Regions from separate parts of the Sus scrofa genome. Here regions 1, 2 and 3 are each linked to region 4. A link is a contact called in public HiChIP or PLAC-seq and promoter capture Hi-C data. All regions are on one chromosome and are shown on one strand. Each heading gives the region's core, a stretch centred on a gene start, on an enhancer-like site or on the middle of the called end of the contact. The rest is flanking DNA. Distances are from core to core; before and after follow the strand shown. Region 1 holds the start of COX6A1 (cytochrome c oxidase subunit VIa polypeptide 1). Region 2 holds the start of RNF10 (RING finger protein 10). Region 3 holds the start of SIRT4 (sirtuin 4). Region 4 holds the start of ANKRD13A (ankyrin repeat domain-containing protein 13A).

Region 1 (6,513 bases), core at 919-3,418, 590 kb after region 4:
TAAGCAAAGGTGTGGAAGATCAGTATAATGGTCATCACTGGATACAAGGTAAGCCTAAGGTCCCATATACTTTTCTGGTTCATGGGTGCAGAGTAATGGTCCAAACCAGTGCTGTGGTCCCCACTGGGTAGTGGTCCAGGTTCTCTTTATTCATCTTCATAGCCAGTTGGAAGTGGGTTCACATGAGGGTTATGGAATAGGGTATGGTTACCGTCTCCCCAGGGAAAGGGCTGTGGAGTGAAGACGTCAATTAGGCAATTCCAGAAAAGTTTAGAACCAGCACTGCCATGAACTACTTAAAATAAGGAAAGCAACAGATAATACACAAAAACAAAATGGAAATTAGTTCTTTAACTACTGGCATAGTTCAGTCCTCCAGTAACTTAAGGGAGCTCTTATAAATTCCAGGGAGCCCACAAAATAGTAGGGAAAAGCAAGCTCAAGTTCACTACTCATAAGCCTCTGATAACTGTACATCAGCGCTGTGTTTCTGAAAATGCAATCATTCCATCACCTGTATCAGAATGGTAGAGGTGGGTATAGGGGAGGAGATGTTCACTTGAATGAGGATTTCTGGACTTGAAACCAATCTCTGGATTGGAAACTGCAAACTACCCTGTTATTTTGCATGCTACTTTTGAAAAGCATTGCTCTAGGGCAGAGGTTTCCAATCTGGAATGATTTTGCCCCTCTGGAGACACAGGCCAGTATCTCCGGGAGACTGGAGGTGGTGGGGGATACCATTGGCACCTAGTGGATGGAGATCAAGGATGCTGTTAAACATCCTGTAACTCACAGCAGAGCCCCTTGCCCCCAAAAGAATTATCTGGTACCAAATGTCAATAACACTGAGGTTAAGAAACCTTGCTGTATGGCTTCTAAGTCTATTGTACAAGAGTGGGAGTGGTGCTCAAAGACAGTGCTCTTGTTAAAAATACAGCAAGTAATGTAAAATACATTATTACACCTACATTGACAGCCAAAAGATGAAACAGTTGGGATGATAACTAGCGTAAAGGAGAGGAACAGAAGCTCAGTCTCTTCCTTATACAGCTAGTAAATGTCAGATGCCCAGGTCTTAGAGAAATGAACCCGGGGAGTTCCCGTTGTGGCGCAGTGGTTAACGAATCCGACTAGGAACCATGAGGTTGCGGGTTCGATCCCTGCCCTTGCTCAGTGGGTCAAGGTTCAGGCGTTGCCGTGAGCTGTGGTGTAGGTCGCAGACGCGGCTCGGATCCTGCGTTGCTGTGGCTCTGGCGTAGGCTGGCGGCTACACCTCCGATTAGACCCCTAGCCCGGGAACCTCCATATGCCGCAGGAGCGGTTCAAGAGATGGCAAAAAGACAAACAAAACAAAACAAAACAAAAAAAAGAAATGAACCCCCTTCTGACGTTGCCAGTCTAAGGGAGTTTCCCAAACCTCCAAGTTTTGCACAACGGACAGTTGTTTCAGAACAGTATCAGAAGGCAAAGGGTGGGATGACTCGGAAAAAGGAAAACCGAAGGGCATCTACCGTATGACCTTGAAGAAAACTGAGCCGTGAACCCCCGCCCCCCCAGTCTCAAGTTATCCTTCTGTAAAACTGGAGAAAATTCTGTTTGAAAAAAATAATAATAAACGACAATGTGTTTGAGAGGATTAAATGAGAAACTCTACACGCCCAACACCCACGCTTTTAGAGAATGAAGAACTAGGCCTAAGGGCTTTGGAATAAGAGGTGAAGAGACTGCAAGGGGTACCTTGGACCTGATGCGAAGATGGGGGTAGGGGACGAACTCGGGTCTCTCCTCCTCTGCGTGGTGCGACTTCAGGAAGACGTTCAGCATGCTCACTCCCACCCCGGGGAGTGCCACGAAATAGGTGAGGGTCTTCCACATGCGAGCTGCAAAGGGGGCACGACCACTCAGGCCTGGAGGGGACCCGCCCTGAGTCTCACCTCCCTCCCTCAAGGCCTCAAGCCAAGGTCATAGACCCGCCGCTCTTCGCTCGAGTGGGGCTGAGGCCCGCTCCGCGACCCCAGTACCAGTACCTGAGCCCTCCTCGCCATGGGCACTACTCGACATAGGCCGCCTCAGCTGCAGCTGGGAACGACGTAGCAGCCCAGACACCCTGGACCCAGCAGCTGCCGCCATTTTCGACCTAGATCACTTCGGCGCCGGAAGCGGAAGCAGAAAGAAGGGCTGGGGGGCGGGACCACAACCTCAAAAGGAAGTTCCTATTGGGCGGTGCCTAGTCCCAAAGAGCCTGCGCACTGTCCTCCGAGCCCAGAGTCCTTGTCCGAAAGCAGCCAGCCGCGGGGTTCGAGGGAGCATGTAGTCTGTACTCCTGAGAGTATCTGGTTTCTCCCCACCATCAGCACACGGGTGAGGTCAAGAGCAAAAGAAAGCTTTGCTGGGCACACTCTGGCATCCTAGATCGCTCCCTTCAATGAAATCCGTGCACAGTAACTGGAGATTCCTAGCACAAATCACCCTATCTAAAATGCCATTTCCAGAATTCCCTCTGTGGAACAATGGGATCAGCGGCGTCTTGGGAGCGCTGGGAGACAGGTTCGATCCCTGGCAGAGCATTGTGGGTTAAGGATCCGGCGTTGCCACAGCTGCGGCTTAGGTCACAGCTGCCGCTCGGATCTGATCTCTGGCCTGGGAACTCCAAATGCCACGGAGCAGCCAAAAAAAACCAATTCCATTTCCCCTCCTCCCCATCCTCTCTGACTCTGCCCTGTTTTTTTCGGGGCACTTGGACAAAATAATTGTCATATCTTTATTTTGTCGGCATCACAGATTTTATATTCTATTAGGGAGGACAAAGATTTTGCCGTTGCAGCATTCGCAGACTCAGGAATCCTGTCTAGCCAGTAGCATGTGCTCAACACAAGTTTGTTGAATGAATGAATGAGTGTGTGAATGAACAAATAGCAACGGGAAGAAAAAATTGTCATCTGTTATAGCTGATCTCTACAATTCTTTCCCACTCTTTTTTCTTCCTTCTACTCATTTAAAAGCAGTTTTACAAATAAAGATTTTAAATAGATACATAAGATAAAGTGAAGATCATCTTTTTCTTTGTTTGTTTGCTTGCTTTTTAGGGCCGAAACCGCAGTATATGGAGGTTCCCAGGCTAGGGGTCAAATCAGAGCTACAACTGCCAGCCTACACCACAGCCACAGCAATGCAGGATCTGAGTCTCGGCTGCGACCTGCACCGCAGCTCACATTGACGCCCGATCCTTAACCAACTGAGTGAGGCCAGGGGTGGAACCCTCCATCTCATGGTTACTAGTTGGATTTGTTTCTGCTGTGCCACAACGGGAACTCTGAAGGTAAACTTTTTGACCACAGGCTCTTTTAAGATTATGATGAAAGCTATGAATCCTTTTCCTTCTAAGAACACAGAGTTTAAGCACACAGTGTTGGGAGAAGAAGGCACTAGAAAGTACATCCACGGCCCCTCTAAGAGTCCTGTGCCCCAGATTAAGAATCCCTATATAGAGTATTAGACAGGGACTCTGGCACTGGAAGACTGGGTTCACGTTTTGTTTCTTTCCCTTACAGCCTGTATGACCTTGAGCAAGTTAGATAAAATGAATGCTTTGAGGTTCTCCGGTTTCACAAAAACAAAAATTGGGATCATATTACTAAAGCTTCACAATCTGGTCTTTCATTCTCTGAGTAGCCTGGGTTTTTGCATGTTATGGTGTAATTAGAATAGTCAAATCCCTAGGCATCCTCGAACACAGCCAAAGAGGCTGTGAGGCCCCACAATGTAGCTATGGAAATGGTCCAAGCTCGAGGATCAGGAAATCCTGAGTCCAAATCTGGTCTGCCCCCAGTTGTTCCTCCTCTCTTAATGGGAATATAGTATGCACTTATTCATCCCTTTATCCAACAAATAATAATTTATTAAGAATATCTCCACCTGGAGAAGTTACTCAACCGCTATCCATAATAATAATGATGGTTCATTTAATAAATATTAATGATGGTGGCTACTGTGTGCCAGGTGTATACAGTAGTATCCAAGAACTAGAAGCTCTCTCATGAAATGTATAATTCAGTGGTAGAGACAGGATTAAGTGAAAAATATCCAATGCCTGTAATATGTTAAAAACTCAACAAATGTTTTCTTTCCCAAAGGACTTTCATACATCTTACAGGGTGGTATTGCTCATTAAAGATTCTGTCTGTCACAGTACATACTTAGGCATGATGCCTATGATGTTATTGCCAGGTATGCACAACATTTGCAAAGCCTTGGGTGACTGCATTTAGACAGCCCAGGAAACCAAAATCATCAATAGAAAGAATAGCTAATATTTACTGAGCACTTATTTCATGCCCGTATCTATGCTAAGCACTTTACATAAACTGTTTTCCTCACCTCAGTAAACGGCCACTCCATTCAAGTTAAACACTTTGGAATCATCTTTTTTTTTTTTTGTCTTTTTTTTTTGCTATTTCTTTGGGCCGCACCCATGGCATATGGAGGTTCCCAGGCTAGGGGTCCAATCGGAGCTGTAGCCACTGGCCTACGCCAGAGCCACAGCAACGTGGGATCCGAGCCACGTCTGCAACCTACACCACAGCTCATGGCAACGCCGGATCGTTAACCCGCTGAGCAAGGGCAGGGACCGAACCCGCAACCTCATGGTTCCTAGTCGGATTCGTTAACCACTTCGCCACGACGGGAACTCCTGGAATCATCTTTGATCTCTTTCTCTTTCTCTCTCTCTCTCTCTCTCTCTCTCTCTCTCTCACACACACACACACACACACACACACACACACACACACACATTTTATATCCAATCCATTAACAAATCTTGCTAGCTCTTCCTTCAGGCATATCCAGAATCTGACCACTTCTTACTACCTACTGCTACCAATTTAATCAAAAGCATTCTCATTTCTCACCTGAACTATTGCAACAGCCTCCTAGCTGGTCTCCCTGCTACCTGGCCCTTTTACAGTCTTCTTACATGACAGCCATGGAAGCCAGAAGGATACCTTAAAACCTGTCGGATCATCTTCCTCCTCTGCTCAAAATCCTCCAGTGGCTCCCATCTCACTCAGAATAAATGTCAAAGTCCTGGGAGTTCCCGTCATGGCTCAGTGGTTAACGAATCCGACTAGGAACCATGAGGTTGCAGGTTTGATCCCTGGCTTTGCTCAGTGGGTTAAGGATCCGGCGTTGCCGTGAGCTGTGGTATAGGTTGCAGACATGGCTCGAATCTGGCATTGCTGTGGCTGTGGTGCAGGCTGGGAGCTGTAGCTCCGATTTGACCCGTAGCCTGGGAACCTCCATATGCCGCAGGTGTGGCCCTAGAAAAGACCAAAAAAAACAAAGTCCTTACAGTGGGCTGCCAGGTCCTTCATACCTTGCCCCCAGCCGCCTCGCTGATGTCATCTAGTCTATCTGCCCCCTTGCCCAATTCATTCCAGCTACATCGGCCCTCTTGCTTTTCCTTGAACGTGCCAGGCATGCTGCTGCCTCAGGACTTCTGCACATACTCATTTCTCTGCCTGGAAGAGTTTCCTCCTCGGCTGCATGAATTGCTTTCTTACTTCACTCGGGTCTGCTCAGAAGTGAGCTCTTATCAGAAAGGCATTTCTAGACCACCCTGAAGTGAGGTGGCTTCTCCCCACCCTGATACTCTTATCTGCCTTAATGTGCCTTATCTATTTTTGTGGCACTTATCACCATCTGCTGTATTAAATATTTATTGGCTTATTGTCTGCCTTTCTTCACTACACACCATGGGGGCAGGGACAGTGTTTTGTTCACTAGTGTGACCACTTGGCATATGATAGGACCTCACCGAACATGTGTTAACCCCAACCATGGTCCTGTGAATAGATACCATTCTCCCCATTTTTCAGATAAGGAAACAGGCTCTAAGTTATGCAGGCAATTGCCCAAGGTCACAAAGCATTAAGCATGTAGTGGACCCAGGCAAGGTGGGACTCAAGCCAGTTCTTTTAACCTCAAAGCCATACATACCTTGCTTTAGGTAAAATGACACCAAATTCCAAGAGTTCGTCATGTCAAGTTCATGCTAATGTGATGCTCTGAATAGGGATTAGCAAGAAAAGGAAGAGCTATGTAATTTCTGACTTCAGTAGGTTTGGAAAGAAATATTTCAAGTAACGAGGTCCTTGAGAATGGACAGAACCATCAAATGTGTTTTTAAGATGCAGAGCTGACAGTTCCCAGCTTGTGCTGCCTCTCACAGTGACCCCCAGGGCATCTGGCCTCTCTGTGCAGGGAGTCTCCCCAAGGCCATGACCAGCCAGGCCTGGATTTGACGTCATTTTCTCTGGCAGCTGGTGATGTTTACACTCATGCTGAAGCCACTAAGGTCTCTGGTGTTCTGTTTCCTTGAAACAGGGAGCTGGCCAGGCTGGTCAATCCTGGGGGCAGCTGCTGATGGGGGGATTGGAATGAAAGTAGGGGAAGCAACCTAGTTAAGAACAGGGTTTCCTTAGAGGAAAGTTAATCTGGGGCATTCTGCCT
Region 2 (6,600 bases), core at 2,411-4,910, 510 kb after region 4:
AAGTTCCCAGGCTAGGGGTCAAATTGGAGTTGCAGCTGCCAGCCTACCCACAGCCACAGCAATGCCAAATCTTCAACCCACTGAGCAAGGACAGGGTTGGATCCACATCCTCGTGGATTCTACTTGGATTCTTAACCAGCTGACCCATAACAGGAACTCCCAAAAAAAAAAAAAATTTTTTTTTTTTAGGGCCACACACGCAGCTCATGGAGGTTCCCAGGCTAGGGGTGGAAATTAGAGCTGCAGCTGCTAGCCTACGCCACAGCCACAGCCACGCCAGACTTGAGCTGCTTCTGCGACCTACAACCACAGCTCCTGGCAACGATGGATCCTTAACCCTCTGAATGAGGCCAGGGATTGAACCTGTGTCCTCATGGATACTAGCCAGATTCGTTTCCGCTGAACCATGGCGGGAACTCCAAAGTTTATCTTTAAAAGAAGGTGAAGAGTATTTTATGTAGTTAACTTTATTTATTTATTTATTTTGTCTTTTTGTCTTTTTAGGGCGGCACCCGCGCACCTGGAGGTTCCCAGGCTAGGGGTCTAATCAGAGCTGTAGATGCCAGCCTACGCCAGAGCCACAGCAACACCAGATCTGAGCCGGTTCTTCGACCTACACCACAGCTGACGGCAACACTGTATCCTTAACCCACTGAAGGAGGCCAGGGATCGAACCTGCTACCTCATGGTTCCTGATCAGATTCGTTAACCACTGCGCCACGACAGGAACTCCTGTAGTTAACTATTTTTAAAAATACACTGAGGAGTTCCCGTTGTGGCTCAGTGGTTAACGAATCCGACTAGGAACCATGAGGTTGCGGGTTCGATCCCTGCCCTTGCTTAGTGGGTTAACAATCTGGCGTTGCCATGAGCTGGCAAAAAGACAAAAAAAAAAAAAAAAAAAAAAGAAATGAAACCAATTTATTTATTTGTCTTTTGTGGACTGCACAAGCAGCACATGGAGGTTCGCAGGCTAGGGGTGGAATCAGAGCTACAGCTGCCAGCCTGTGCCACAGCCACGCAGGATCTGAACTGCATGTACAATGCTGTATCCTTAACCCACTGAGCCAGGCCAGGGATCAAACCCATGTCCTCATGGATACTAGCTGGGTTTGTTAGCCACTAAACCACAATGGGAATTCCAGAGACCACTTTAGTCAGAATGAACCAATAATTAATATTTACTCAATACAAGTCTGAATGAAATGTTAACACTAACAAATACTTACTTTGGTCAGACTACAAGAGGATTCTGTATCATCCTGTTGGGTAATGATTGTCCCACTAATTACCAGATTCAATGTCAGGGACAATATGAGTAAGTACACCAATTTTGCTGCTGTTTCATTTGGTTTGGGTTACAGCGAACTTTCACTTACTGCCTCACTTAAAGAATAAATCAACTTAAGGCATTTACGGCAACTGACTCATGATGTTAGTGGCTTACACATAAGCCTCAGAAAAATTAGTTGAGGGGAACCAGATTAGCTAGGGAAGTAACATCTAGGAACAGAATGCAAAAGTAATTTATCAACTACACTGAAAAATATTCAGGCCACTTTAAACCAGTTCCAACACAGGTCAAGAGGACTGGCAAACCTCCACCCCTAGGGAGAATCTGTGATAGACCTACACATGTGCAGACCCCCCCAAATTAGTCTACATAATACTGCCTGAGGCAGCCTGTCCACATTAATCCCTGCTTAGATATTTAAAGCATTCATTTCTTATCAAGACAACTGGTTTCCACCGGAGTTCCAAGAGCTTAAAGTAAACTCTAGAAGTTCTCCACACACCAGATCAACAATTTTGCTATACCTAGCAGATAAATTCTGAACTCATGTAGGCCTTAAACTTTTAATCTTGGAAGTTTTAAACAAATGGTACTCCACATGTGCAGACTCCAAATGTTCCCCTCTCTGCTACACATCCCCACTACTACTGAAAACATCTTCCTGTTGCCTCTAATGTAATAAATACAAAAGAGCACAGATTGCTCCATAAGTTTTGAAGTAAGACAGAGAACATTCAACTCCAGACTCTTGCCAACTCCTACAACTCCTAGCCTCTCAACTTTCTCCTCTTTAGGTGAATAATTTCACCTTGCTGGACAAGTTAGTGACTGGAGAACTGATAATAGAGGTAAAAGCCCAGCCCAGCCATGGAAAGCCCTCAATAAATGGTATATATTATCATCACGAGCGTCAAAATTTAATACAAAGAAGCGTGACTACAGAAATGACAAAAAGTCTTCCCTATAAAAGGACACTATTCTAGCCTAAGATAGGGAAACAGGCCTGATGTGTAGCTGGTGCATAAAAGGTGTCAGAGAATCTCCTAAGTCCTTAGTTCAACTGGTTTCTAAGTTAATTTAATTCTCATTATCTCCACCCTTATAGGTAAAGAAATAGAGACACTCACTCAAGGTCTGGCAAACCTAAGACGACTGAGTCCAAAGCCTGCGCTCTTAACCGTTACTCCATAGTAAACGAAGCCATTCAAAGACAAGTCCTCTTCATCTGGGGAGATCCGGAACCAGGTAATTCAATAGGAGATTTGAGTTGACATATCCTTTGGCCCCACCCTCCCCTGTTTAAACTTGAACACTACCCAATGCTAATAACATTGAAGGGTAGATCAATTTAGTGGTTTTAGATGCGTGCACTGACAAACCAGGTTTTAGATGCGTCAGACAAACCAGGTCTTCAGGCCTGCTGCTAAGCACCTACTAGCTGGGTAACCTTACCTTTTATGAACCTCAGTTTCCTCGTCCGCAAAATGTGGTTAAGAATAGTACCCACTTCCCCGAGCGGTTTCGAGCATTAATGCAAAGATTTACGTAAACCACGCAGCACAGTACTCATTAAATGTTAACTAGAAGCAATGGAAGCCACGGAAAAGAAGGAAAAAACAAGAACGAGAGTAGAAAGCGGAGCCCTGTCCCTGGGTGACCCAGGAGACATTCGAGAGAGAATCCTCCCCAGTATTTAGGGGCAGTTGCCCCCCCGCCCACCGCCGTGGGAGCCCGCCCTTACCGCTCTTGGGTTTAGACTCGCCGGCCGGCCCCGCCGAGGCGGAGCGGGGCGGCTGTTGCCCTTTGCTGCTGCCCGAAGAGGTGGAGGAGCTGCTGGAGCCGCTGTTCTTGTCCATGTCGGAGGCGGTGGCGGCGGCGTTGGGGGAGCTCTGCGGCATCAACAGGGGCCTTGGCGGCGGCGGCGGTCGGAGCGAAGCGGGCGCGGCGGAGACCCAGGCTCATGGCGTTCAGGGCCGGCGGGGGTCGGCGGCGGCAGCGGTTCTCGGCCTTCATGGCGACATTTTTCCCTGTTTCCTTCCTTGGCTTCTCAAACTGGAAGGAGAAGCGGCGGGCGGGGCTGTTGAGCCCGGCGGCGGCGGTGACTGAGAAGGAGGAGGAGGCCGGGGCTCGGAGGTCCGGGCCGGGCCTGGCGGGGCGGAGGCTGCAGGGGAAGGGGAGGCGAGGGAAGGTGCGCGAGCCCCGCCGGCCGGCCGGACACGCTCTCCCGCCGCGAGGCAGGGGAGAGGGCTGGCTGTCTTGGTGCCGGGGACAGGTGTCTCCGACACAGCGATCGACACTCGCCTCTGGGCCGAGGCCGAGCTGCTCCGGGAATGGCGACGAGTCGCCAAACAGCATCTCGAAGAACCCGGATGGAGTGTATATATAGTGGCTCTGTGGGAGTGAGGCATACTGGGAAATGTAGTTTTCTTCCTACATCCGGGTACAGTGTCTTTTTTTGTTGTTTGTTCCTTTTTTCTCAGCAAAATGTGAGCGGTCTTAAAGAATGATGGGACTTGCAGTCCAGGTTTTAGTCTTAGTACACTAATATGCATAACAATAATATACACTAAAAATTCATCCAAACATTGAATACCTGTGGAACTCCTTTATTGAATAATTGTTAATTCATAGTTCTTATTCTAGATTTAATATCAATTTATTTATGGCTTATTCAATCTCCTGATAATGATAATAGTGACAATAATGACAATACATTACATTTAATATCACTCCACAGCACTTCCTCATACAATTACTTAATTTCATTGTTGTCTTTTATTAATATAAATCATTGTTAATATTTCACTTTATTGGTAATAACTGGTAATAATTATAGATATACTTGAGTGCTTACCATTAGCAGACACTGCTCTGTGCAGTTTATTTATCCTCACATTAACAACAAAAAAATTTTCTTTAGCCACACCTGGGGCATGCGGAAGTTCCTGGGGCCAGGGGTCAACCCCCCAAATAAGCAGTTCTCCATTTTACAGATATGGACACTTGAAGCTTAGAAAATCACATATTTATTTTAGAAATCATTTTATGTATTTTAGATACCCGTCTGTACTTTGAAAACAACCGTGGTAGCTTGAAAGTCAAAGGATCAAAGAAACACACCGTAAAAAAGATGTACAAATATTCTCATAAGTATAACAATAAATAAGGCTAACCTTAGCCAGTTAGAAACATATTATATGCCAGACACTGTGCTGAGAACAAGGAATTCCAAAATACATTAATGGAAGACTGTGGGAGTTCCCGCTGTGGCTCAGTGAAAGGAACCTGACGAGTATCCATGAGGATGCAGGTTGGATCTCTGGCCTGGATCAGTAGGTTAAGATTCTGGGGTGGCCGTGAGCTGTGGTGTAGGTCACAGACCCAGCTGGGATCCCACATTGCTGTGACAGTGGGTAGGCCGGCAGCTGCAGCTCAGATTGGACCCCTAGTCTGGGAACTTCCATATGCATGTGCAGCACTGGAAAAAAAAAAAAAAATCTACTCACTTATGATGGAGCAAGATAATGTGAGAAAAAAGAATGTATATAGGTATGTGTAACTTGGTCACCTTGCTGAACGGTAGAAAACTGACAGAACACTGTAAACCAGCTATAATGGAAAAAATAAAAATCATTATTAAAAAAACAAAACAAAACTGTGTCTGATCCCTCGCCCAGGACCTCCATAAGCTGAAGGGCAGCAAAAAAAGAGAGAGAAAGAACACTTTTTTTTTTTTTTTTTTGCTTTTTAGGACCGTATCAGTGGCATATGGAAGTTCCCAGGCTAGGGGTCGAAATGGAGCTGTAGCTGCCAGCCTACCCACAGCCACTGTCACTAGGGATCCCAGCTGTGTCTGTGACCTGCATAGAAACTCACGGCACCAACTCCATCCGGATCCTTAACCCACTGAGCAAGGCTAGGAATTGAACCTGCATCCTCTTGGATACTAGTCAGGTTTGTTTCTGCTGAGCCACAATGGGAACTCCCCCTTCTATTACTTTTAAAAATAAAAGAAAGGGGAAAGAGAGAAATCTCAGTGCAGTTCTTCCAAACGCAAGCAGCAGGTGTCCATCTGTCAGGCTTCATTAAACCAAGTAGAGATTTTTCATTTTCGAAATGGTCCCTTAGGGTCCTTAGCGCTTTTTCCTTGTGAAACATTTACAGAAAACATACATTTAAAGAGAATTAAAGCAGAAAAGTACAGGAATCCAAGTAAAACACCACCTCCATCCTCTTTTGGGAAAGATGGTCTACATTACCCTTTCCATATAAGAGAAAAAGAAAATGTAGGGTTGAAGTAAAACATTCATGCTAGGCCAGTTAGAGCTAGAAATGTAGTTTTGTGATAGCAGGAGAGGGAACCTGCCTGGCGTTTGGTTGTGACTTAGACTATATACCAGAGCTTTCCTTCCCATTTAATGAACTTCATATGTTCGTAAAATTCAAAGACCAAAGAACAGTCTTTCCTGTGTATTATTCAGAGTAGTCTAGCATATATTTCTCAAGATTGGACTGCAAATCCCTCACACAGAAATCATCAGAGAAATTTGGTCAAACAGACTCCCACTATCCATACCAGATTTACGGATTCAAAATCTCTGGTATTTTGGACCCAGGTATTGGCACTTTAAAGATCAAAACAGGTGATTCTTATGCACACCAAAGATTTCGAAAATAAACCCTGTAATCTTAGCCTTTCACCACACTGTTACCTCTGTTTGCACACTTCTGCACCAGAAAACAAGAGTTACTCGGTATCTTGAGAGCAAGTACCACAGGTTGGCAAGATTCAGAGTTATGGCCTCTGTGAGGTGATGGGGGTTTTCCCTAAGTTCTGCTCATTCCTGGTGAATTCTATATTCAATTTGGGGAAAAAGAGGAAAAGGGTTTTCGGGTACTCAAAGACTTAATGTCCTCTGGATCCCAGAGATCCTGCAGCTTAATATCAGGTTTCGGGACGCGTTCAGCTAATAATGTCTCCGGCCGGCCGCCGTCACCCATCGAATGAAGCAACGCGACGTGCTGTCTGGCGGCGGTCACTCGACTGCAAGATGGCGGCCCCCAGAAGCTGGGCTCTATGGAGCTTCTGCTGCTGTCGATTGTCGCGGGTGATGCCGGGCTGCAGAATTCCTGGGCTTCGTAGCTCGTGGCCCAGGAGCCCGCTGGGTGCACGGCCTCTCTCCCAAGAGAAGCGGGCAACGGAAACGCACTTCGGGTTTGAGACTGTGTCGGAAGAGGAAAAGGGGGGCAAAGGTGAAAGGGTTGAGAGGGCGGATCGGGGGCTCTGATTGTCTGCAATCTGGTTT
Region 3 (6,787 bases), core at 1,195-3,694, 710 kb after region 4:
CCAGCAGCTGCAGCTCTGATTCATCCCTGGCCTAGGAACTTCCATATGCTGCTGGTGTAGACCTAAAATTAAAAAAAAAAAAAAACCCCAAATATTTCACAACTGGCCCTCACTGATACAAAGCTATTTCAATTCACCTTCCTGGGTCCTATGAAGTCCAACCTGAAACAACAAACTTACCTCTTTATATCTTTTTTTTTTTTTTTTTTTTTTTGTCCCTGCCTATAGCATGTGGAAGTTTCCTGGCCAGGGATCAAACCCATGCCACAGAATCCACCCAAGCCGCTGCAGTGCCAATGCTGGATCCTTAACCCACTGAGCCACAAGAGAACTCTTACATTTTTATTATCTTTTTAGTAATTTCTTCTGGTCAAGAATTTCTTTCTCTTTTTTGCTTTTTAGGGCTGCACCCATGGCATATGGAGGTTCCCAGGCTAGGGGTCAAATCAGAGCTACAGCTGCTGGCCTACGCCACAGCCACAGCAACGCAGGATCTGAGCCTTGTCTGTGACCTACAACACAGCTCATGGCAACACCAGATCCTTAACCCACTGATTGAGGCCAGGGATCGAACCTGTAACCTCATGGCTCCTAGTTGGACTTGTTTCCACTTTGCCACAATGGGAACTCCAAGAATTTCTAATACCTACAAAATAAAACTTTGTCCCCCATACTAGATCATTTCACGACACTCAAGCCAATTTTATCTTCCTACTGTCTTAAGAACCTACAGCCAGAGCTCATCTATGCAGTAGCCATCAGATGGAAATTAACTATGGCTGGCAAATCTGCCAAGGCTTTCTGCATCCAAGGGAAACTGTATATCTTGGTTTCCTAAAAAAAAGAGGGGGGGCTCTAAAAAATAAAGTCTACTTTAAAAAAGAGAAAGGTCAGAGTTCCCACCATGGTGCCATGGGTTAAGAATCCAACTGCAGTGACTCGGATCACTGCAGAGGTGTCGGTTCGATTGCCAGCCCAGTGCAGTGGGTTAAAGGATCCAGCATTGCTGCAGCTGTGCATGGATCACAGCTGTGGCTGGGACTCAGTCCCTGGCCTGGGAACTTCCATATGCCTTGAGTGTGGCCATAACATTTTCTAAAAATTAAAAATAAATAGAAAATAGGAGAAAGGTAAAGTAAAAAACTGATAAAACAGGAATTCCTATTGTGGCTCATCAGTAACGAATCTGACTAGTATTCATGAGGACATAGGTTCGATCCCTGGCCTTGCTTAGTGGGTTAAGTATATGGCATTGCTGTGGCTGTGGCATAGACCTGACAGCTACAGCTCCAATTCGACCCCTAGCCTGGGAACATCCATATGCCGCACGTATGGCCCTAAAAAGCGAAAAAAAATTGATAAAGCACAATTCTAGCATAACATTAGGCCTATTCTGTCTCTCCTAGTAACACCTGGCTGGTCAGCAATGAATTTCTTATAAACTTCAAAAGGTTAATGGCCTACCCCAGTATCTTTTAAGACCGTCAATAGCTCGGTGTTAATCCACTTGTGACATCTAAAGATGCCTCTATCAGAGGAATACATTTATATTTTTAGTTAATAACACCCCTTGGGGGAACTGTGTGTCCCATAAACCTACTTCCCATTTTATTTTATTTTTTTATTTTTTTGTCTTTTTGTCCTTTTAGGACCGCACCTGCAGCATATGGAGCTTCCCAGGCTAGGGGTCTAATCAGAGCTACGGCCGCCGGCCTACACCACAGCCACAGCAACGCCAGATCAGAGCTGTGTCTGCAACCTACACCACAGCTCATGGCAACACCGGATCCTTAACCCACTAAGCTAGGCCAAGGATCAAACCCACAACCTCATGGTTCCTAGTCGGATTCGTTAACCACTGAGCCACGATGGGAACTCCTGCTTTGCCTTTTTGTCTTTCTTTCTTTCTTTCTTTTTTTCTTTTTCTTTTTGCCATGCCTGCAGCATGTGGAAGTTCCTGCACCACAGCAGCAACCTGAGCCACTGCAGTGACAAGGCTGGATCCTTAACCTGCTGTGCCACAAGGGAATATCTACTCCACCTTTTCTAGTTGTGAAAACAAGGCTTTGACATATTGCATGGTCAAATGCAGAAATTCTCTAGTGACGTGTACCCCATATGTAAACATTATTTCATGCTGAGCTTTCCAAATCTGGGATCAGGACTCTGATTTCTCCTTGACACACCACAGCAACACGTGAACAGCTAGACAAATACATAATCTGGATTCCTGAGACCAAAGGGCTTGGGAAATCCCTTTGAAAACGCTCTGTTGGAACAGCTGCTGTCTCCCAGTTCCCACCAAAGGGCAAAGAAGAGAAATGGTATCCCTTACGAGAAATCCACAATTTTTAGAAACCTGCAGCCTGAACAGAACACACTTACCTTTCACAGTTTAAGGGACACTCCACACCCGGCAGTGGGACTGACTGACTATATTTGCATTTTGGGAAATGTAGTGCATGAAGCCGAAATGATGCAAAAAAAACTACAAGTCCCACAATTCTATGGGCTTCCCATTTGAGGGCCCCATATTGTCCCATAGCGCCTCTGTCGGCCCATTCTGGTCAGAGGTTTCCAACCTTCGTTTGCAAAGTGTGCTTTTCCAAAGCCAACAAGCCTATCATCTGTTTGAGAAGTGGTTAAGAGCTTGGACGCTACTGTCCTGGGTGCAATGTAGTACATCCAAATAGCAATAACTTAGGAATTCATTTTCTCTTAAGCTAGAAGCTTTAATACTGGATCTAGATTTTTTTTTTTTTTTCTTTTCAGGGCCGCTGGGAAGTCATCCATGGAGGATGAAGTTACCCAAGACAGCTGGTGAATCACAATTTCCCTTGATAGATTCTGACAGGGTGTATTGAGCCACCAATCAAGACTTTCTTGGAGTTTCCATGGCTCAGCAGTTAACAAACCTGGCCAGCATCCGTGTGTGAGGACACAGGTTTGATCCCTGTCCTCGTTCCGTGGGCTAGGGATCCAGTGTTGCTGTGAGCTGTGGTGTAGGTCACAGATGCAGCTCGGATCCCATGTTGCTGGGGCTGTGATATAGGCCGGTGGTTACAGCTCCAACTGGACCCCTAGCCTGGGAACCTCCATATGCCTGTGGGTTTAGCCCTACAAAGACAGAAAGCCAAAAAAAAAACACATTCTCAAGGGCTGAGAAATTCTTTGGATGATCCTAGTTTTTTTATTTCTCATGACTCGACCACACCACAAATTAGTGACAAAGTTCTTGATTGGATCAAAGTAAATTACTCTAAATTAATCAAATTGCTAGTATTCCCCCCCCACCCTGGCAGTTATGGATGTGAAAAAAAATTAATTACCCATCAGCATCAAACAGACCTTTTATGTCATGTTTTTTTCCTTTTTAGTCCCACACCTGTGGCATAAGGAAGTTCCTGGGCTAGGGCTTGAATTAGAGCTGCAGCTGCCAGCCTACACCACAGCTTGTGACAATGCTGGATCCTTAATCCATTGAGCAAGGCCAGGGACCAAACCTGCATCCTCATGGATACTAGTCAGGTTCTTAACCTGATGAACCACAATGGAAACTCCTTATGTCATTTTTTTACATCTAGTCAATGACTACATAAATGGTCATTAAGCAATACTTTGAATGTTTCATGTTTAAAATTTTCATAATAAAATGCTGGAGGAAATGTCATTTTCTTGGAGACTACTATTTGCATCTTATTTAGTAGCAAAAAACAAGTCTTTTGGAGAATATAGTTCAGAGCTGAACCAAGTCTAGGCACATGTTTCTAGTAGCTTTTGACTTGCCAAGGCAATGAGAGTGAAAGTAACTTCAAACTCATGAATTGTGGGCATTTCTGTGGAAATAGCCTCTTTCAGCCTCTCTCCTCTGAATTAAGGTGTCTACAGAAAACCCTTTGAGGTTAAACAGAGAATTACCACATGATCCAGATATTCTACTTCTAGGTAGATACACCCAAAAGAATTGAAAACAAGGACTCAGACTGATATCTCTGTGCTGCTGTTCATGGAAGTATTGTTACAGCCAAATCGTGGAAGCAATGTCCTGTCAATCAAAGAATAAATGGATAACAAAATTCCATACGATAGAATATCAGCCCTAAAAAGGAATGAAATTCTGAAATATACCACAACATGGATGGGCTTAAAAACATTCTATGAAATAAGCCATGCACAAAAGATTAAATAATTACGCGATTATTTTATCTGAGGTACTGAGAGACCAAATTCGTAGAAAGTGGAATAGAAGTTGCCAGGGCCCTGGGGAGGGAAGAATGGGGAGTTGGTGGTTTTTTGTTTTTGTTTTTTGTCTTTTTAGGGCCGCACTTCTGGCATGTGGAAGTTCCAGGGCTAGGGGTCCAATGGGAGCTGTAGCTGCTGGCCTACACCACAGCCACAGCAAGGCAGGAGCCAAGCTATGTCTGTAACCTACACCATAGTTCATAGCAATGCAGGATCTTTAACCCACTGAGCAGAGGCCAGGGATGGAACCCTCATCCTCATGGACCCTATTCTTGTTCCTTAACTGCTGAGCCACAAAGGGAACTCAGGGAGTTAGTATTGTTAAGGAGTACAGTTTCAGTTTGGGATGATGAAAAATTTCTGGAGATGTACAGTGGTAATGGTTGCAAACAGTGTAAATATATTATTCTGAACTGAACACTTAGGAATGGTTCAAATGGTTAATTTTACATTATGTATATTTTATCACAATTAAAACCAACCAAACAGGAGTTCCCGTCGTGGCTCTGCGGTTAACGAATCTGACTAGCTTCTATGAGGACTCAGGTTCGAGCCCTGGCCTCACTCAGTGGGTTAAGGATCCGGCGTGCCGTGAGCTGTGGTGTAGATTGCAGACTCGGCTCAGATCCTGGGTTGCTGCGGCTGTGTCATAGACTGGCAACTGTAGCTCCAGTTTGACGCCTAGCCTGAGAACTGCCATATGCCGAAGGTGCAGTCCTAAAAAAAGCAAACAAAAAAACCCCAACCAAACAAACAACCCCAAGTCTTTTGGAGAGGTTACACAGCGAATCAGGAGCCAAGTGAACAGCAACTGAGACATTTCTCATCGTCCTCATTCATTGTGTAAATTGTGTATTAGCATGTTCCCTCCCACAATGCTTTGCTTCATCGCCACTTAAAAAAAAAAAACTAAGTGAAATCAAGCAACTGAATATTAAGAAACAATATATAATTTCCGAAAGGGAGCTTTATATAGTTTTATAATTTCAGCCAATCAATAATTGAGGGTTTTTCCCGGAGACTAAAACTCACCTTTCTGTAATAGGAACCTTACTTATTGGGAGTGATGAGTAGTGGGCGGTACTCTTTAGCTTTGCGCAGTGGCAGTATCGTAGCCAATGAGGTTTATCCGAGGCGCGATTATTGCTAATTGAAAACTTTTCCCAATACCCCGCCGTGACGACTTGAAATATAGTCGGCATTGGCAATTTTTGACAGTCTCTGCGGAGACTGAATCATGTAAGTTGAAAAGAAAGCTTCGGCGGTCAGAGTGTCTTCGTGTTTATCTTCGTTTTGGAGTTCACCGTTTTGTTATTCAGGTGGCGAGGAAGTGTTTTGCACTTCCGGTTTTTAGCTTGATGGGGTGTTTTGTTTTGTTTTTTATTCTTTTATCTTGTTGGTGTGTCTGTTATCCAATTTCTCACACAGTTGTGTGTTGTTTGTATTGGTCACGTTCGCATTTGAGATCTTCTTTACTGAAGATGATCCCCTCCCCACGCTGGACACAGCCTCCCCACCACCCTATTCGGTTTACTCGTTTTCTCTGTCTTCCAGCCGCTGTTTCTTAGGAGTTCAAGTCGTAAGCAGATCGGCTCTATGGCGTCATGCTAATTTGCATGAAATCCCCCAGCATTCCCCGCAAATGAGCTCTCGTTTCTAAAATATGAATGTTCGGCAAGAGATGCTCCAACAAGAAGAAGCCCCCCATGCAGACGAGTCTTAGACATAACTGCTCTCAGAGAAACGCTTCATGTCCACGAACTCGCTGGCGATTGCTCACCGTCACTGAAAGGGTAGTTGTCATCCATGGGGATCAGGGTTCGTGCGATAGTCTGTCAGCTTTGCGCAGTGGCAGTATCGTAGCCAATGAGGTTTATCCGAGGCGCGATTATTGCTAATTGAAAACTTTTCCCAATACCCCGCCATGACGACTTGAAATATAGTCGGCATTGGCAATTTTTGACAGTCTCTACGGAGACTGAATAAAGGTGTTCTCAAAAAGAGATTAAAATGGCTTGTAAATATGTGGTTAAGGTGCTGTGGTACTGTTACAGACTGGGGAGGCTGTTTTTGTTTTTTTTCCCCCCCGGAATCGTTTAAGTTAAGATTGGGAGGGGTGTAGTGTAGTTCGGCTGCTGCGCGCTACGCGGAGTATACTTTTGGTTATAGCAGTGAAGGAGGGTCTGGTTTCCCCGAAGTAGACGACAATCAAAGAAAGTATTTCATCTTATTACTTTCTAAAATGATCAGAAGGGAGATGGACACAGGCTTGCTCAGGCTTCTCATTGCGGAATCCCGAACAAGAGCTGGACTTGGAACCATGTTTCTATTGGGGTGCTGGTTTTCACTCCATACTTCTAGCTTTGTCTTGTTAAGAAGGCTGGGCCTGTGGAATTCCCGGTGTGTTGCAGTGGAAACGAATCCTACTAGTAACCAAGATGTCTTGTGTTCGATCCATGGCCCTGCTTAGTGGGTTAATAAGGATCCCGCTTTGCCCTGAGTTGTGGTGTACTGGATAATTATAGATTATTACAGTGTTATGAAG
Region 4 (6,331 bases), core at 146-2,645:
TTTACTGGATGCTGTGGTGCCATTTTACCTTTTGAATTACTTCAAATTCAAAGCAGAAAAATACAAGCACTGAGAACAGTACAGAGACCTGTCAACTCAGTTCCAACTGCTAAGACGAAAACTACACATGGGAGGTTTAGTTTTGGCCTTTCAGTGCTGCCATATGCCTATATTGCCTAAATGCCCAAATGGGTCTACTTGTCAGTGATGTGGTGTGTGTTGGTTTTGTAAGCTGTAATTAATGCATGATTTAGAAATTCAACTATAGTTTTAAGGGACTGTAAAGGTTCTGTACACAATAGGGGAAAAAAATTTAAATGAGATGATGCTAAGAATATTCACTGAATCTTCCCTACCGCTAAGCACCATACTCCCCATTATCCCCATCGGAAAAATGAGGAAATGAAGACTCGGCCAAATGAAGTCACCAGCCCAAGGTCACCCAGAGGGAACATCTAGTTTGAACTCAGACGGTTCAGATCTCAGAACCTGAGCCAAGCATTGCCTCCCAAGTGCAGGTGGCGTTTGCAAGACCCCGACATCCTGGAGACTCTCTGCCGTGGAGCGGGAGTCGGGATGCCAGAAATGGCGAAATCGTCCATGGGGGTCCTCTGGCGAGTCTCAGTGGAGGGAAGGGGTGAGCGTCGCCCACTACCAGCAGGGCGCCTCCGGGGACGGGGGTCTTGGGTGACTGTGGGAAGGGGGTGGTGACACCTGCAGTCTCTGGGGGCCGCAGCCGGGAAGACGCTCGCATTTTACTTCTGTAATTGGCCTTCCTGTGGATTGCCCAAGCCCCTTCCTGTTAGGAAAGCGGCTCCGACCCCACCGCCTCCCCGGACGGCCTGGGACAGAGTGAACGAAAGGGAAAGGAGGGGCGGGAGGGCGGCGGCCCCCTGCCCGCCCGGCTCTGACAGGCCAGGGGCAGGTTCTGCCCCAAGACCGCCCCCCTTCCTCCTCGTCGTGACCCCAGGCATGGGATGCAGAGGTCGACTGCCGGGACCCGCCCGGCTCGAGGGGCGGCCCCGGGGCAGGGGTCCTGGCCAGGAGAGCTGAGGGGAGCGGGCCCGGCTGATGAGACTCACCTGGCCCGCTGCAGTCAGCGCACACTTCGCTGCTCCGGAGCCGCTTCGACATGGCTCCCGCCTCCCACCTGCCGGGAACCTGGGGCCCCGAGACAGCGAAGGCGGCGGCGGCGGCGGCGGCGGCGGAGGCGCTTCCGCTCTAACGGGTCCCAGCGGCGGCGCTGGCGGCAGCGCCTCTCCCTGAGCGCCTCGCAGCCGCGGCCCAGCACGCACGCGCGGGGAGGCACCCTTTGGCAATAGGCAGATCATGTGACCGGAAAGGGCACGCTGCCCTGTCGCCATATTGAGTGAGGGCAAGGATCTTCCGTCCTGCTTCCAAATTTTCTGTAATTTGTCTCCCTCTCCAGAAGAAATTCGCTTCTTCCCAGCACTGATTAATACCAAATCTAGTAACCAGAAGTCTGCAGCTGCAACCTGCCTGAGGTAATCAGTAGTCAAGTCATTTCGCATAACTTTGGCCAAGTTCATTTATATATTCTTTCCTTTATTCAGCAAATTACACACAGTGTTCCAAGCAGTGAAGAAAGAGTAGTGAGCCAAGAGGACAAAATTTCCTGTCTTTATGGAGCTAACATTCAATTGTGCTAGATCTACAATAAGTAAAATAAGGGTATATTATGTGTTTCCTTATGCTGCAGTTTTAATATAATCTGCTAGAGGAAGATAATGTGTATCTACCGCTAGCCTACAATTTTCTTTTGTATGGCTTGCACCTAAAAATGATTTTCATAGTTTTATTTTTTTGTTTTTGTTGTGTTTTGGCATGTGGAAGTTTCAGGGCCGGGATGGAACTGGAGCCATAGCAATAATCGAGCCACAGCAGTGACAACTGAGTCCTTAATTGCTCGGCCATCAACTCTTAATTTTTACTTGTTTTGTTGTTTTTTAGGCCATATGGAGGTTCCCAGGTTAGGGGTAAATTGGAGCTACAGCTGTCAGCCTACACCACAGCCATAGCAATGCGGGATCCCAGCTGCACCTGTGACCTACCCACTAGCCCACAGCAACACCAGATCCCGGACCCACTAAGCGAGGCCAGAGATCAGACCTGCATCCTCAGGTTTACTGGTTGGATTCCTTTCCACTGCACGACACAGGGAACTCCTAATTTTTACATTTTTGAAGGATTGTAAAGAGGAAGGAGAAGAGGGAAAGGATGAATATTTAACAAAACTCATATATGAAACGTATAGCTAAATATTTACTGTCTGGCTAAGAACAAATGGAATAATTCACAGAAGAGTGTGGTATGCTTGCCTCAGAGTGAACCCTCATTAATAGTAGCCTCTTGAAGTTCCCGTCGTGGCGCAATGGTTAACGAATCCGACTAGGAACCATGAGGTTGCAGGTTCAGTCCCTGCCCTTGCTCAGTGGGTTCACGATCCGGCGTTGCTGTGAGCTGTGGTGTAGGTTGCAGACTCGGCTCGGATCCCACGTTGCTGTGGCTCTGGCGTAGGCCGGTGGCGCAGCTCCAACTAGACCCCTAGCGTGGGAACCTCCATATGCTGCGGGAGCGGCCCAAGAAATAGCAAAAAGCAAAAAAAAAGTAGCCTCTGTTATTATTGGAATTTGATATTACTATTATTTCTTAATCACAATTTTGAGGATAACGATAGATAACCTAATATACAGGATGGTATGAGATAAACGCAATGAAGTGAGTTTAATCAGTGTGATAGAGAGCAGAGGTGTGACCCTAATGCTAATGAATATTTTGTGTATTATATGTAAACCCAACTATGATCTCCATTCAGCAAATGTTCGATGCCTATCATGGGCCAGGTATTTGTTTTGCTTTGTTTTTTTTAATTTATTTTTATTTATTTATTTTTGCCTTTTTGCCTTTTTCTAGGGCCCCACCCACAGCATATGGAGGTTCCCAAGCTAGGGGTCTAATCAGAGCTGTAGCTGCCAGCCTACACAGCACCTCGGGATCTGAGCCGAGTCTGTGACCTACACCGCAGCTCAAGGCAATGCCAGGTCTTTTTTTTTTTTTTTTTTTTTTTTTTTTGTCTTTTTGTGTTTTCTAGGGCCGCTCCTGTGGCATTTGGAGCTTCCCAGGCTAGGAGTCTAATCGGAGACGTAGCCGCCAGCCTATACCAGAGCTATAGCAACACGGGATCCAAGCTGGGTCTGCGACCTACACCACAGCTCACAGCAACGCTGGATCCTTAACCCACTGAGCAAGGCCAGGGATCAAACCCACAACCTCATGGTTCCTAGTCGGATTCGTTAACCACTGAGCCACATGGGGAACTCCCGGGCCAGGTATTATTTTGACTTTAGGTACTCTGGTGAACAGCCATTGTGAAGTTCTCCAACTAATGAATTAAGAGAGATTAGATAAGCATGAGACAATGAAGAGAAAGATTAAATTGCATAAATCTTCTTAAAGGTTAGGAAGTCCTGAAGGAGATGTCAAAAGCATGGGTCTTTGTTTCATTTCTCCATTTTTATAAATGAGTGGTGTGTGCATTAACATATATTTCCCACACATTCCATAGCTAAAGCCTCTGGATGCCATCCTGATGCTTCTACATCCTGTTTTGCTTCATGTATTCTCAAATCTTCTGGACTCAACACCTGTGGAGAATGGATTAAGCCTGAATTCTTGAACAGCTGTTGTTGTAGGCATCTGAAAAGCTGGCTATTCACAAGCAGGGAAGGCAGAGGATGCTTTCAGAATGCATTAAATAACTTTGCCTAGCTATATGATCTAGTAGACAGCTGTGCAGAAAGTTCAGGCTGGTGAGCAGATGTAAGTTTACTTGGTTCTTCATTGAATCAAGGAGCTACGGAAGTTCCCATCATGGCACAGTGGAAATGAATCTGATCAGGAACCATGAGGTTGTGGGTTTGATCCCTGGCCTCGCCCAGTGGGTTAAGGATCTGGCATTGCCGTGAGCTGTGGTGTAAGTCGAAGATGCGGCTTAGATCCTGTATTGCTGTGGCTGTGGTGTAGGCCTGCAGCTGTAGCTCTGATTTGACCCCTGGCCTGGGAACTTACATTTGCCATGGGTACGGCCCTAAAAAAAAAAGAGAGGCAAGACTATACAATGAAGAAAAGATAGTCTCTTCAATAAATGATGCTAGGAGGAATTCCCACTGTGTTGCAGTGGGCTAAAGATCTGGCATTGTCACTGCAGTGGCTTGGGTCTCTTCTTGGTGCAAGTTCGATCCCTGGCTCAGGAGCTTCCACATGCTGAGGGAGCAGCCGGAAAAAAAAAAAAAAAAAAAAAAAAAAAAAAAAAAAAGAGTGGTGCTAGGAAAACTGGACAGCTACATGTAAAATAATAAAATTAGAACATTCTCTAACGCCATCTACAAAAATAAACTGGGAATTACCTTGTGGTACAGCGGAGTAAGTATCTGGCATTGTCACTGCAGCAGCTCCAGTTGCTGCTGTGGTGTGAGTTTGATCCCTGGTCAGGGAACTTCCACATGCTGTGGGCATGGCAAACACACCCACACACACACAAAAAACGCAAAATGGATTAAAGACCTAAATGTAAGATGTAAGACAAGATAGTATGAAACTCCTAGAGGAAAAATAGACAGGACACTCCGACATAAATTGCAGCAACATTTTTTTGGATCTGTCTCCTAAAGGAAATGAAAGCAAAAATGAACAAATGGGACCTACTTAAACTGAAAAGCTTTTGCACAGTAAAGGAAACAATCAACAGAATGAAAAGACAATCTATTGAACAGGACACATATTTGCAAAAGATATGACTGATAGGGAATTAATATTCAACATGTATAAACATCTCATACAACTGAACATCAAAAAGACCAAACTGATTAAAAAATGGGCAGAACTGAATAGACATTTTTCTAAAGAGGAAATGCAGATGGCCAACAGGCACATGAAAAGATGCTTAGCTTTGTTAATCATCAGGGAAATGCATATCAAAACCATAATGAGATATCACCTCCCACCTGGCAAAATGATTCTCATCAAAAAGAACACAAATAACAAATGGTGAGCATGTGGAGAAGAGGGAACCCTGTACACTGTTGGTGGGAATGTAAATTAGTGTAGCCCCTGTAGAAAACAGTACAGAGCTTTCTCAAAAACTAAAAATAGAACCACCAGGAGTTCCCATCATGGATCAGCAGAAACGAATCTGACTAGTACCCATGAGGACACAGGTTTCATCCCTGGCCTCCTTCAGTTTGTTAAGGATCTGGCGTTGCTGTGGCCGTGGTGTAGGTCACAGAGCAGCTCAGATCTTGCATTACTGTGGCTGTGGTGTAGGCCAGCAGCTGCAGCTCCAATTCAACCCCTAGCCTGGGAACTTCCATATGCTGGGCATGCGGCCCTAAAAAGCAAAACAAACAAACAAAACCCCCAAAACAAAAATAAAACTATCATATGACCAAAAACACTTATTTGAAAAGATGCATGCACCTCAATGTTTATGGCTGCATTACTTACTATTGCTGCGATATGGCAGCACAACCTAAGTGTCTATCAACAGATGAATGGACAAAGATGTCACACACACACACACACACAATGGAATACTACTCAATCATACAAAAGAATAAAATTTTGCTATTCGCAGCAACCTAGATGGACGTGGAGGGCATTATGCTAAGTGAGATAAATCAGAGGCAAACACTCTAATATCACATATGTGGGAGTTCCCATCGTGGCACAGTGGTTAGCGAATCCGACTAGGAACCATGAGGTTGCGGGTTCGGTCCCTGCCCTTGCTCAGTAGGTTCAGGATCCGGCGTTGCCATGAGCTGTGGCGTAGGTTGCAGATGTGGCTCGGATCCCGAGTTGCTGTGGCTCTGGCGTAGGCCAGTGGCTACAGCTCCGATTGGACCCCTAGCCTGGGAATCTCCATATACTGCGAGGGCGGCCCTGAAAAAAAAGGCCAGAAGACAAAAAAAAAAAAAAAAAAAAAAAATCACATATGTGGAATCTAAAAAATACAACAGATTAGTAAATATAACAAAAAAGAAACAGTCTTACAGATATAGAGAACAAACTAATGGCTGGGGGGGAAGAAGGGGGCTGTATCAATACAAGGTTGAGGGAGTGAGAGACCCAAACTGTTGGGTGCCAGATAGGCTCAAGGTTGTATGGTACATCACAGGGAATATAGCCAATATTTAGTAATAACTATAAATTGAAAGTAACTTTTAAAATTGTATAAAAATAAAAAAGAAAGTTTAAAAATAAAATGAAATTCAAAAGAATTGGAGCTACCAGAAAAGCAAAACAAAAAACAAAA

The links. Promoter capture Hi-C pulls out the DNA fragments that hold promoters and counts their contacts. HiChIP or PLAC-seq counts read pairs in DNA pulled down with a chosen protein or histone mark.
Region 1: a contact with region 4 is called in a promoter capture Hi-C map of liver, with 2.1 times the contacts expected there. The contact joins the promoter of COX6A1 here to the promoter of ANKRD13A in region 4. A contact is called at or near these places in 1 of 5 promoter capture datasets (liver) and 1 of 47 Hi-C or Micro-C datasets (heart right ventricle).
Region 2: a contact with region 4 is called in an H3K27ac HiChIP or PLAC-seq map of alveolar macrophages. The contact joins the promoter of RNF10 here to the promoter of ANKRD13A in region 4. A contact is called at or near these places in 1 of 5 promoter capture datasets (liver) and 1 of 2 datasets of contacts at active chromatin or transcription factors (alveolar macrophages).
Region 3: an H3K27ac HiChIP or PLAC-seq map of alveolar macrophages shows a contact between it and region 4. The contact joins the promoter of SIRT4 here to the promoter of ANKRD13A in region 4. A contact is called at or near these places in 2 of 2 datasets of contacts at active chromatin or transcription factors (alveolar macrophages and skeletal muscle).

The regions. Positions count from the first base shown.
Region 1 is chr14:40,404,255-40,410,767 of Sscrofa11.1, reverse strand. It overlaps COX6A1 (cytochrome c oxidase subunit VIa polypeptide 1), which reads right to left and starts at 2,168. Exons shown (of 3, transcript NM_001190221.1): 1 at 2,031-2,168; 2 at 1,741-1,883; 3 at 1-230. The coding sequence starts at 2,133. The coding sequence ends at 147.
Region 2 is chr14:40,478,299-40,484,898 of Sscrofa11.1, reverse strand. It overlaps RNF10 (RING finger protein 10), which reads right to left and starts at 3,660. Exons shown (of 17, transcript XM_013982944.2): 1 at 3,036-3,660. The coding sequence starts at 3,192. COQ5 (2-methoxy-6-polyprenyl-1,4-benzoquinol methylase, mitochondrial) reads left to right here and starts at 4,313. Exons shown (of 7, transcript XM_003483435.4): 1 at 4,313-6,547. The coding sequence starts at 6,268.
Region 3 is chr14:40,285,945-40,292,731 of Sscrofa11.1, reverse strand. SIRT4 (sirtuin 4) reads right to left here and starts at 2,444. Exons shown (of 5, transcript NM_001114270.2): 1 at 2,386-2,444. It overlaps LOC102165911 (a long non-coding RNA gene), which reads left to right. Exons shown (of 4, transcript XR_002338550.1): 3 at 2,773-2,820; 4 at 5,797-6,229.
Region 4 is chr14:40,990,946-40,997,276 of Sscrofa11.1, reverse strand. ANKRD13A (ankyrin repeat domain-containing protein 13A) reads left to right here and starts at 1,395. Exons shown (of 15, transcript XM_021074290.1): 1 at 1,395-1,505. GIT2 (ARF GTPase-activating protein GIT2) reads right to left here and starts at 1,291. Exons shown (of 18, transcript XM_003483442.4): 1 at 1,083-1,291. The coding sequence starts at 1,134.